Linked DNA regions of Sus scrofa: regions 1 and 2 are each linked to region 3. The links are chromatin contacts, called in public Hi-C and HiChIP or PLAC-seq maps. All regions are on one chromosome and are shown on one strand. Each heading gives the region's core, a stretch centred on a gene start, on an enhancer-like site or on the middle of the called end of the contact. The rest is flanking DNA. Distances are from core to core; before and after follow the strand shown. Region 1 holds the start of RGS19 (regulator of G-protein signaling 19). Region 2 holds the start of SAMD10 (sterile alpha motif domain-containing protein 10). Region 3 holds the start of SLC2A4RG (SLC2A4 regulator).

Region 1 (2,700 bases), core at 42-2,541, 240 kb before region 3:
GCCCAAACCTGGGTCCGAAGGCCATCTCCAGCAGTACCTGCTGCAGAGCCTTGAATGAGCCCCTGCCGGGCCCACTTGGTTCTTCTCTCGGAATACGGCAGACTCTCCAGAGGGAGCACAGAGGACCCAGAGGGGCCGAGGCTGGGGGATGGAGAGACCCAAGTGGCCAGCAGACATGGGAGAGCAGCCAGAGGAAGGACAGTGTAGGGAGGACTGGGAAGGAGGGGGGCGGGCAGGGGGGTGCAAGGAGGGGCCCAAGATGCTAGAGGAGTGTGCTGACCCCACCCACGTCCAGCTGCCCCACGGGTCTCAGGAGGCGGGTGGCGATGCCACATGGGGCACCTTCGCCGCAGAATCAGCATAGCTATGTGACCTTGACTTAGCGCTGGCCTGACATCGTAGTCCTACTGCCCAGGACTGTTATCCAGGCTGAATAAGAAGCAGCCACAGGAGTTCCCTTTGTGACATAGCAGAAAGGAATCTGGCTGGGAACCATGAGTTGTGGGTTTGATCCCTGGCCTTGCTCAGTGGATTAAGGATCTGGCATTGCTATGAGCTGTAGTGTAGGTCACAGATGCACTCGGATCCCACGTTGCTGTGGCTCTGGCATAGGCTGTCAGCTACAGCTCCGATTCGTCCCCTAGCCTAGGAACCTCCATATGCCGCAGGAGCGGCCCTAGAAAAGGCAAAAAGACAAAAAAAGAAAAAAGAAAGAAAAGAAAAGAAAAAAGAAGAAGCAGCCACCTCAGGAGTTCCGGTTGTGGCTCAGCGGTAATGAACCCGACTAGTATCCATGAGGACACAGGTTCGATCCCTGGCCTCACTCAGTGGGTTGCTGTCAGCTCTGGTGCACGTCGAAGACAAAGCTCAGATCTGGAGTTGCTGTGGCTGTGGTGTCAGCCAGCAGCTGCAGCTCTGATTCGACCCCTAGCCTGGGAACTTGCATATGCCGAAGGCGCCGCCCTAAAAAGACCAAAAAAAAGAAAAGCAGCCACCTCCCCTCTGGGCAGGCTTCTGGCCTCTGCCCTGGCCAGCCAGTCAGTGTGGCAGCCAGGCGGTTCCCTGGTCCCATCAGCCAGGCTCACAGCCTCAAGAGGCACCCAGCCTCCAGGACCCCGGCCCCGCACTCTCCTGCAGCTGGGCTTTGGGCCTCCCAGGCCCCTGCCCTGCTGTACTTCGGGCTCCAGCTCCGTCCTCTGTTGAGCAGGATGCAGGACTCCTGCAGCTCTCTCCTGTGCTATGGCTCTCCTTAGCCCTCCTTACCTCTCACCCAGTCTGCGAGTCCACTTCTTGTCTACTCCAGGGCTGGTCTGTCCTGCTCACCACCAGGTCCCACCGCCTGACACGAAGGGGGCACCCAGAGACTTGACGGATGGATCAGCAGCACATCGGGCTTCCCTTTAGACCCCCAAGTGCTCTGAAAAACGTGAGCAGGTAAACGTGCAACTGGAACGCAGCGTTTGCTCAGGGCCCCCGGGCGCCAGGCTGAGGGCCTGCAGTGGGACAGGAGCTGCACTCGGTCGGAGTCCCCCTGGCCTCGGACCGTCTGCAGACCACTTCCAGAGTGGGGTCAGGGCCACCCAGACACCAGCCTGAAGCATGCTGGGATAAGGAATTTAACTCCCAGCTGTACGGGGTCATAAAACAGGAGGGGAGTTGGCCCAAGAGAAGGGACAGACATTCGTGGCAAAGGGGAGGGTGTGGCTTTAAACTTCAGAACCTCCTGGGGCAACTGGAGGGATTGAAAGAGACTCCGCCAGGCCCCTCGGATCCCCCCAGCAGAAGAACCGGTGCCCCCAGTCCCCACTGGCACCGCGACAGGGAACCCCCTTCCTTGGGAAGGGCCCCTCCAGCCCCGTGACAGTTCACAGGTGAGGACACCCAGTGTCAGAGGCGAGGGCCGGGCCGGAGTGACCGCCGGACAGTGCTTTCCGGCGGCCCCTCCCTTCCTCGAGCGGGGCAGGAGGCCTGGGGGGACCCCGGAGTCTCGTGGACGCCCCACAGCACCGGCAAAGCTGGACCCGCTCCGCTGAGCCGAGCTGGGGGCACGGCCACACCCCCAGCTACGCCGGAGGCCCCCTCATCAGCACCTCGTCTCCCCCGGCCACCCCCAGCCACGGGGAGGGCGGGGGGGGGGGCGCCGCGCGCCGGGCTGTGGGGGGGGCGCGGAGCCGGCCGAGCGCGGGGCGGGGCGGGGCGCGCCGGGCGGGGCGGGCCGGGCCGGGCCGGGCACCTCCCCGCGCGAGGAAGTCCCGGCCCCGCGCTTTGGGGAAGTGCGGCCGAGGCGCCTGCGCACTGCACCCTGCGCCCGCTCCCCGACGATCCGGCCGGACCTCGGAGCGCGCTGGCCGGCGGCTGCGGCGCGAGCGGCTCGGGAGCGCGGCGGGTGAGTGTGCGCGCGCGCGGCGCCGAGACCGCGGCCCTGCCCCTCCCGCCCGGGGCCCCCGGGGCCGTGCGGGGCGGGAGCCTGGGAAACCCGCGCCCGGATCAGCACCCCAAGGACTCCCGCCCCGGGGTCCACGTGGACCCTGGGCCGCGGAGAGACTGGGGCCGGTCCCCGCGCGTGGGGGAGGGGGCGTTGCAACCGGGTTCCCCTTTTTCTGCAGCTCAAAGCCTGGGGAAGTGATTGCTCAAAGGGGGGGGCCGGAAGAACCCAGGTTTCCGCGTCTCCCGCCTCCCCCCCTCTGCCCGGTGGGGAGG
Region 2 (2,700 bases), core at 54-2,553, 160 kb before region 3:
TACTCGATGCATTTCCGATACCTGCCTGTATGGGCAGGACCTATGGGTCCCCCGCCTCCCGGATCCGCCCTCCCTGCCCCCCGCCCAGTCGCCCTGGCCCCGGGGCAGGGCCTAACACAGCTCCGGGGGCTGCACACCCAGCCAGTTGTGTAGAGCTTATGCGGAGTGTATGTGTTGTGATCGCGTGTCCCCGGGTGCAGACTGCTTCCCTGGCTCTCCGCGCTCAGATTTCTGGACCCGATCCGGCAGCGCCGGTACCTGTACAGGCCCCCACCCCCACCATACCCTGAACATTCAGGTGCTTCTGGTGAGGGTGGGAGCCCAGATCCTAGGGAGCTAATTGATGAGCATAAATAAATGCACCAGGACAAGTTAGTATGCGGGCATGAGTGGTCACAGCATGTGGGTGAATTCCGTGTGTCCGTGGGCACAGGTGCAAGTCAAGCCACCTGTGCTCATATTTTAGGTGAATATGCATGACCGTCCTTGGCATACATGTCTGTGTGTCCATGTGCACGTTTGCTGAGGTGGCTGTGGGACATCCTCTGGCCCCCACATTCACCTGGGGAGAGCCCTCAGGCTCTAGGCAAAGCAAGCAAAAAGCTGGCCACATGTTTAGCCTTCTGCTGGACCAGGCAGCCCCCAGCCCACCCTAACCTTTCTCACTGGGGTCCTGGAGCAAACATAGCTCTCCTGCCTGCTGCAGCCTTCTCAGAGTTTCTCCCTCCTCCTTGCCCCCAGCCGAATCCCTTTCAGCACCACGCCCTGGACGCTGAGTCAGATTCTGGGTCTCCAGAGGGGAGGGGAGAGACCCTGCTGTCCTCCAGAAGTTTGCGGTGTTGTGGGGAATAAGAAAGGGTCGAACTGACTTCTCTGGGGAAACGAGTGCCCGTTGGACAGGGAGACCACTGGAGAGGTCTGGAGATGACGTGAATAAAGGAATAAGTAAACTGACATAGGAGAATGGGTTAGGTCTGGCCCTTGACCTGGCCCCCAGTGGACAGAAGCTCCCCGGAGCAGGTACACTACCCTCTCCCCTCCACACACGCACTCTTATGTCCCTGACTCAGATGCTCCTGCAGACCTCTGGATCTCCTGCCGGTGCACAGAGTCCCTTGTCCTTGCACGCCCAGGTGCGCACTGCCGGCCCGTGCCCTGGCAGGCACCGTTCGCATACGCAGATCCGCGCGCCGCCGACACACCTCCGAGTTCCCGGAGCGCGCCCGGCTCTCAGGGCTCAGCGGCAGGTGCCTCGCCGCGCAGACTCGCCGGGCGCGGGGACCGGCTCGGGCGCGGGGCCGGTTGGGGCGGGGCGGCGGCGCGCGTTCCCCGCCGGCCACACGGGCCGCCCTGCGCCCGGCGAGGGGCGTGTGCACAGGCGGGGGACCCGCGGGCCCCATGTTCACGGAGCTGAGGACCAAGCTGAGCCCCCCGCGAGGCCGCTCCGGGGCTGTGCGCGCCGGCTTCGGGGAGCGCCGGGATGTGGACGGTGAGCGGGCTGGACCGGGGCGCGGGAGTATCGGGGTCTGGGGGCTCGAGGACCGAGAGGGACAGGGGCGGGTCCTGGCGGACTCCGAATGGCAGCCGCACTCGGAGTGGGGGGCGCGCCCTGGTCGAACAGGGTCTCGGGTGTCTTTGTCCTGTGCCGGGGCGGGGGTGGGGTGGGGGCGGGCAGTCAGGCCTTGGGAATCAGCGCGCCTTGGTTTGGGAGAGGTGACCCGCTCGGGCTCCTGTCCCCAGGCGAGTAGCACCCCTTTGATCACCTTCTCCTTTGCGCGGAGAAAACCTTCCCCAGCCCCAGCAGTGGGGCCGAGGGGTGGCCGAGACCACAGCGGGACTCAGGCGCCCCCTCCCCATTTTCCTACTGGAAATCTGACATTGGGGCTAGAAGGCGGGACGCACCGATGGACGGACGAAGAGCCCTCCCCCCGGCGCGGACAGGAAATGGGCGGGGCCAAACTGGCCCGGGACAGGTGGCAGAGGCCTCCCACTAGTCCTACCGCCCCTGGCCGGCCTGCGCTGCGAGGCCCAGCGACCCAAAGCCCTGGGACCCCTGCAGGCCCCTGTTCCCTGGGAGGTGCCAGTCTTCTTCCCCCACAGTAGTTACTGCAAGGCACCTCCAGCGGCCACACCCTCTCTCTGACCCCAGGCCTCAAATTTAGAGTCGCCTGTGGCCACTGATACCAGAAAGTTGCAAGAATGGGGAGGAAGGGGGGTAGTGGGGGTGGGGGGTGGGGGGAAATAGTAAGACGTGGGTTTCCCCGCATTAATGAGACCTCCTGGGCACATCACCAAACCCTCCCCTCCCTAGGGGTGAGAGGTTGTGTCCACAGCAGGGAAGGTCTCCCTACGGCTGCGGGGGGTGGGTCCAAGGCCCTGGCCTGGGAACCTGATTCTGCCTGCTGAGTCAGGGGCTGGCGCCGCTATAACTTGGGGGCAAGGTTGGGTCCTGCTTCCTGTCTCTCCCCAGGGCCCTCTTGATGTGTGGACGTCACAGAGAATCTTGATCCATCCATTCATTCATCCACCGTGTTTCTGGGCACCTCCCATTTACCTGGAGCCATGCCAAGGGAGGGCCCCATCCAAGGGTCTGCCCTCCGCTGACTCATGTCAGCACCAGCACAGAAATGATGGCAAAACTGAAACGTGATGAGTGGGGTGAAGCTAGGGTAGGAAGGGAAAGCACAAATCGGCCCCTGA
Region 3 (2,700 bases), core at 57-2,556:
CTTCAGACCCTGGTGCTGGACAGGGGTCTGAGGGAGGCCCCACCCGTGGGGCCAGGCCCGGCTAGCCCCAGCCCTCCCCCCAGTCACACATTAACCAGGGTTGTGCAACAGCAGCTGTGGGCCTAGCGCCAGGCCTGGGAGGGCGGGAGCAGCCGGCAGTCAGCAGCAGCCAGGGGAGACTGGGCTCCAGGCATAAGTGGGCCCCCAGGCCCCAGCGGGCCGTGCCAGAGCCCACCCCTGCTTTCACAGCCACCGTGGGGTGTCAGGCTCCTGGGAAGGTTTCCCTGCAAGCAGGGCCGGGGAGCTGGCCATCAGAGGCTGGGGGATTGCTGGACAGTTGATTCCACACAGGCTGAGCGGATGGGTCTTCTGCACAGACTGACAGCCGCCCCCTCCCAGTTCTGCGCTCTGGCCCCCAGGGTGCGGGGGGAACAAGGGTTACTAACACAGTGTCATTTCTGCTCAACTCCTGCAGGGCGGGAGAGCAGGAAGGTGGGGACGGAAACCCACTTCAGGACCCTGACCTGCCCTCCACCAGGCCGCCTGCAGGGCTAGGGTCCGGAAGGCTCCAGCCCGGGTCCCACCCACCACCTCTGCACACACAGGCGCACGTGTGCACACGCCCACCTCGGCCTGGCTCGCGGCCCCGGCTCACCTATGCGCTGGCACCGGGATGTGCGCCGACGGCGCCGGGGGCCCCGCCGTCCCCGCTCCCGCCCCCGGGGCCCCGAGGTCCGCGGCCCGCGGCTTCGGCTCCTGCGGCAGCGCGAACTCCGAGGCGGGGCCCTGCGGACGCGGCCGGCTCAGCGGGAGCAGCGGCCCGGTCCCCGCCCCCGCCCCCACCCCGACCCGCTGGTGCCCGCCCCCAAACCGGCGGCGGCCGGTGCGGCCCCGCCCCCGGCCCCGCCCCCGGCCGCCGCGGCGGGAAGCGCTCCGGGCGCCGGCCCAGCCGCGCCGGACCCACGGACACGCGCGGCGATGCGCCGCCCCCGCCCGCCCCGCCCCGGGGCCCAAAGTTCGTGCAGCCCGACGCCATCTTCGTAGCGGGAACTTTGTCGGTGTCCCGGCCCGGTACCTGCGGCGGCGCGGGCACCGACACGGGTGCGGCCGTAGGGTCCCGGCCGGCGGCGCGGAGCGAGGGGCGCCCGTAGCCAGGACCGGGCGCCGGGGGGCGCGTGGCCTCCATGGCCGGCCGGCCGGGCACCGAGCCTGCAGCGGCGAGGGCGGACGCTTGGGACGCGGCCCCGGGCCGGGCCGGGCCGGGCTGGCCGGGCCGCCGACCCCCGCCCTGGATCGGCCACCGCCCGCGCCGCGCCGCCCGGAGGCTGCCGGCCGGCCCCGCCCCCTCTGCGCGGCCTGAGGCCCCGCCCCCGGCCGGCCCCGCCGCGCGCCCATTGGCCCGCCCCGCGGCCCCGCCCCAGGCCCGCCCCGCCCCAGGCCCGCCGCTCCCGCGCAGGCTGCTCCCGCGCCGGCCCGGGAGGGGGCCCGTCTCCCGCTGCCCGCGCTCCCCTGTCGCCCGCGCGGGCCGCCTTCCTCTCCGGGTGCTCCTGCGCGAGCTGCCGGATCCGGGAGGGGGCCGTGCCTACTTGGCGGGCTTCCCGGGAGCAGGTTATTCTTTAACGCACGACTGCCCACCTCCCTCACCCCTTATGTAACTCCAGGGCTGGGTGGCGGAGCCCTCGCTGGCGTTCAGGGTCCAGGTCCCCCCCTAGGGCGGCCACCGTGCGGGCCAGCTCACCGCCCGAGGGCCCACTCAGCGTGGGGACTCGCCCCTCAGGACTTGCCTCCCTGCCCACTCGGTCTTCTGAGCCCGACTAGCCGGCAGCCCGAGCTGACGGGGCCCAGCCACCGGGCCGGCTCCGCGGGAGGGAGCCGTTCCCAAGCGGGTGGTGTTCACTCCTTCCAGACACGCCCCCAGCCCCCAGGCTTTCAAGAAGAGCCAGCCGAGGCTCGGCGGTGTTGCGGCTCCGGCTCCGGGAGCCGGGGGGGTTTATTGAGACGCTGCCCTGGAAAGGCTGTGGCAGCCAGGACCAGGCTGGCAGCCCTGCTCTCTGGAACCCGTGCCGGCCGCTGTGTGTGTAGGAGAAGTCGGGGGTGCACCCCGCTCTGGAGGCAGGGAGTTCATGGAGCCGGCGAGGGAGGCTCCCCCGGCAGGATTAGACAGGAAGCAGGGGGTCTCCATGCCCGGCCTATGGCCCCTCCTGCCAAGAGCTAGAGCTTGGAGGCTCCAGGGCCCCCCATCTCCTGGATGCTCTCATACACGTTTTCCAGGAAGCTCCCGTTCACACCCACGCTCTTCGGTGGGAGGGCGTCATAGGCCAGGTCACCCCCCAGAGCTAAAACTGTGCCCCCACCCTTGGGGTCTGGCTGGTCTGAGGCAGGTCCGGGGTCCCTCCTTTTAGGCTTGCTGACCTTGGAGTACAGGCTGTCCACCTGGAGAGAGGAAGCCCACCAGGGAAGGGTCAGACCAGCCACTCTGCCAGACATCCTCCCCCCACCACCACCCCCTTCACTTTACCTGATTGGCTGGGATGACCTCAGCACGCCCCTGCCCCAGGCCCTGGGGGACCTGGCCTGTCCCCTTGAGCTTCTGGATGCAGGCATACTCAGACGCCACCGGTCTGGCCTCAGGCCCCAGCCTGGCACAGCTGTGTGCCCCTACCCACACCCCAGAGCCGAATGCCAGCCTGGCTCTGGGGA

What was found. A called contact is a pair of places that touch in the nucleus more often than the background predicts. HiChIP or PLAC-seq counts read pairs in DNA pulled down with a chosen protein or histone mark.
Region 1: an H3K27ac HiChIP or PLAC-seq map of alveolar macrophages shows a contact between it and region 3. The contact joins the promoter of RGS19 here to the promoter of SLC2A4RG in region 3. A contact is called at or near these places in 1 of 5 promoter capture datasets (fetal skeletal muscle), 1 of 47 Hi-C or Micro-C datasets (embryonic fibroblasts) and 1 of 2 datasets of contacts at active chromatin or transcription factors (alveolar macrophages).
Region 2: a Hi-C map of liver shows a contact between it and region 3, with 4 times the contacts expected there. The contact joins the promoter of SAMD10 here to the promoter of SLC2A4RG in region 3. A contact is called at or near these places in 1 of 5 promoter capture datasets (liver), 4 of 47 Hi-C or Micro-C datasets (embryonic fibroblasts, heart right ventricle, liver and 1 more) and 1 of 2 datasets of contacts at active chromatin or transcription factors (alveolar macrophages).

Annotation. Positions count from the first base shown.
Region 1 is chr17:62,894,740-62,897,439 of Sscrofa11.1, reverse strand. It overlaps RGS19 (regulator of G-protein signaling 19), which reads left to right and starts at 1,291. Exons shown (of 6, transcript XM_021077657.1): 1 at 1,291-1,434.
Region 2 is chr17:62,812,596-62,815,295 of Sscrofa11.1, reverse strand. It overlaps SAMD10 (sterile alpha motif domain-containing protein 10), which reads left to right and starts at 1,303. Exons shown (of 5, transcript XM_021077668.1): 1 at 1,303-1,489. The coding sequence starts at 1,399.
Region 3 is chr17:62,654,598-62,657,297 of Sscrofa11.1, reverse strand. It overlaps SLC2A4RG (SLC2A4 regulator), which reads right to left and starts at 1,306. Exons shown (of 7, transcript XM_021077469.1): 1 at 1,076-1,306; 2 at 656-786. The coding sequence starts at 1,186. LIME1 (Lck interacting transmembrane adaptor 1) reads right to left here. Exons shown (of 5, transcript NM_001244490.1): 4 at 2,519-2,700; 5 at 2,045-2,433. The coding sequence ends at 2,212.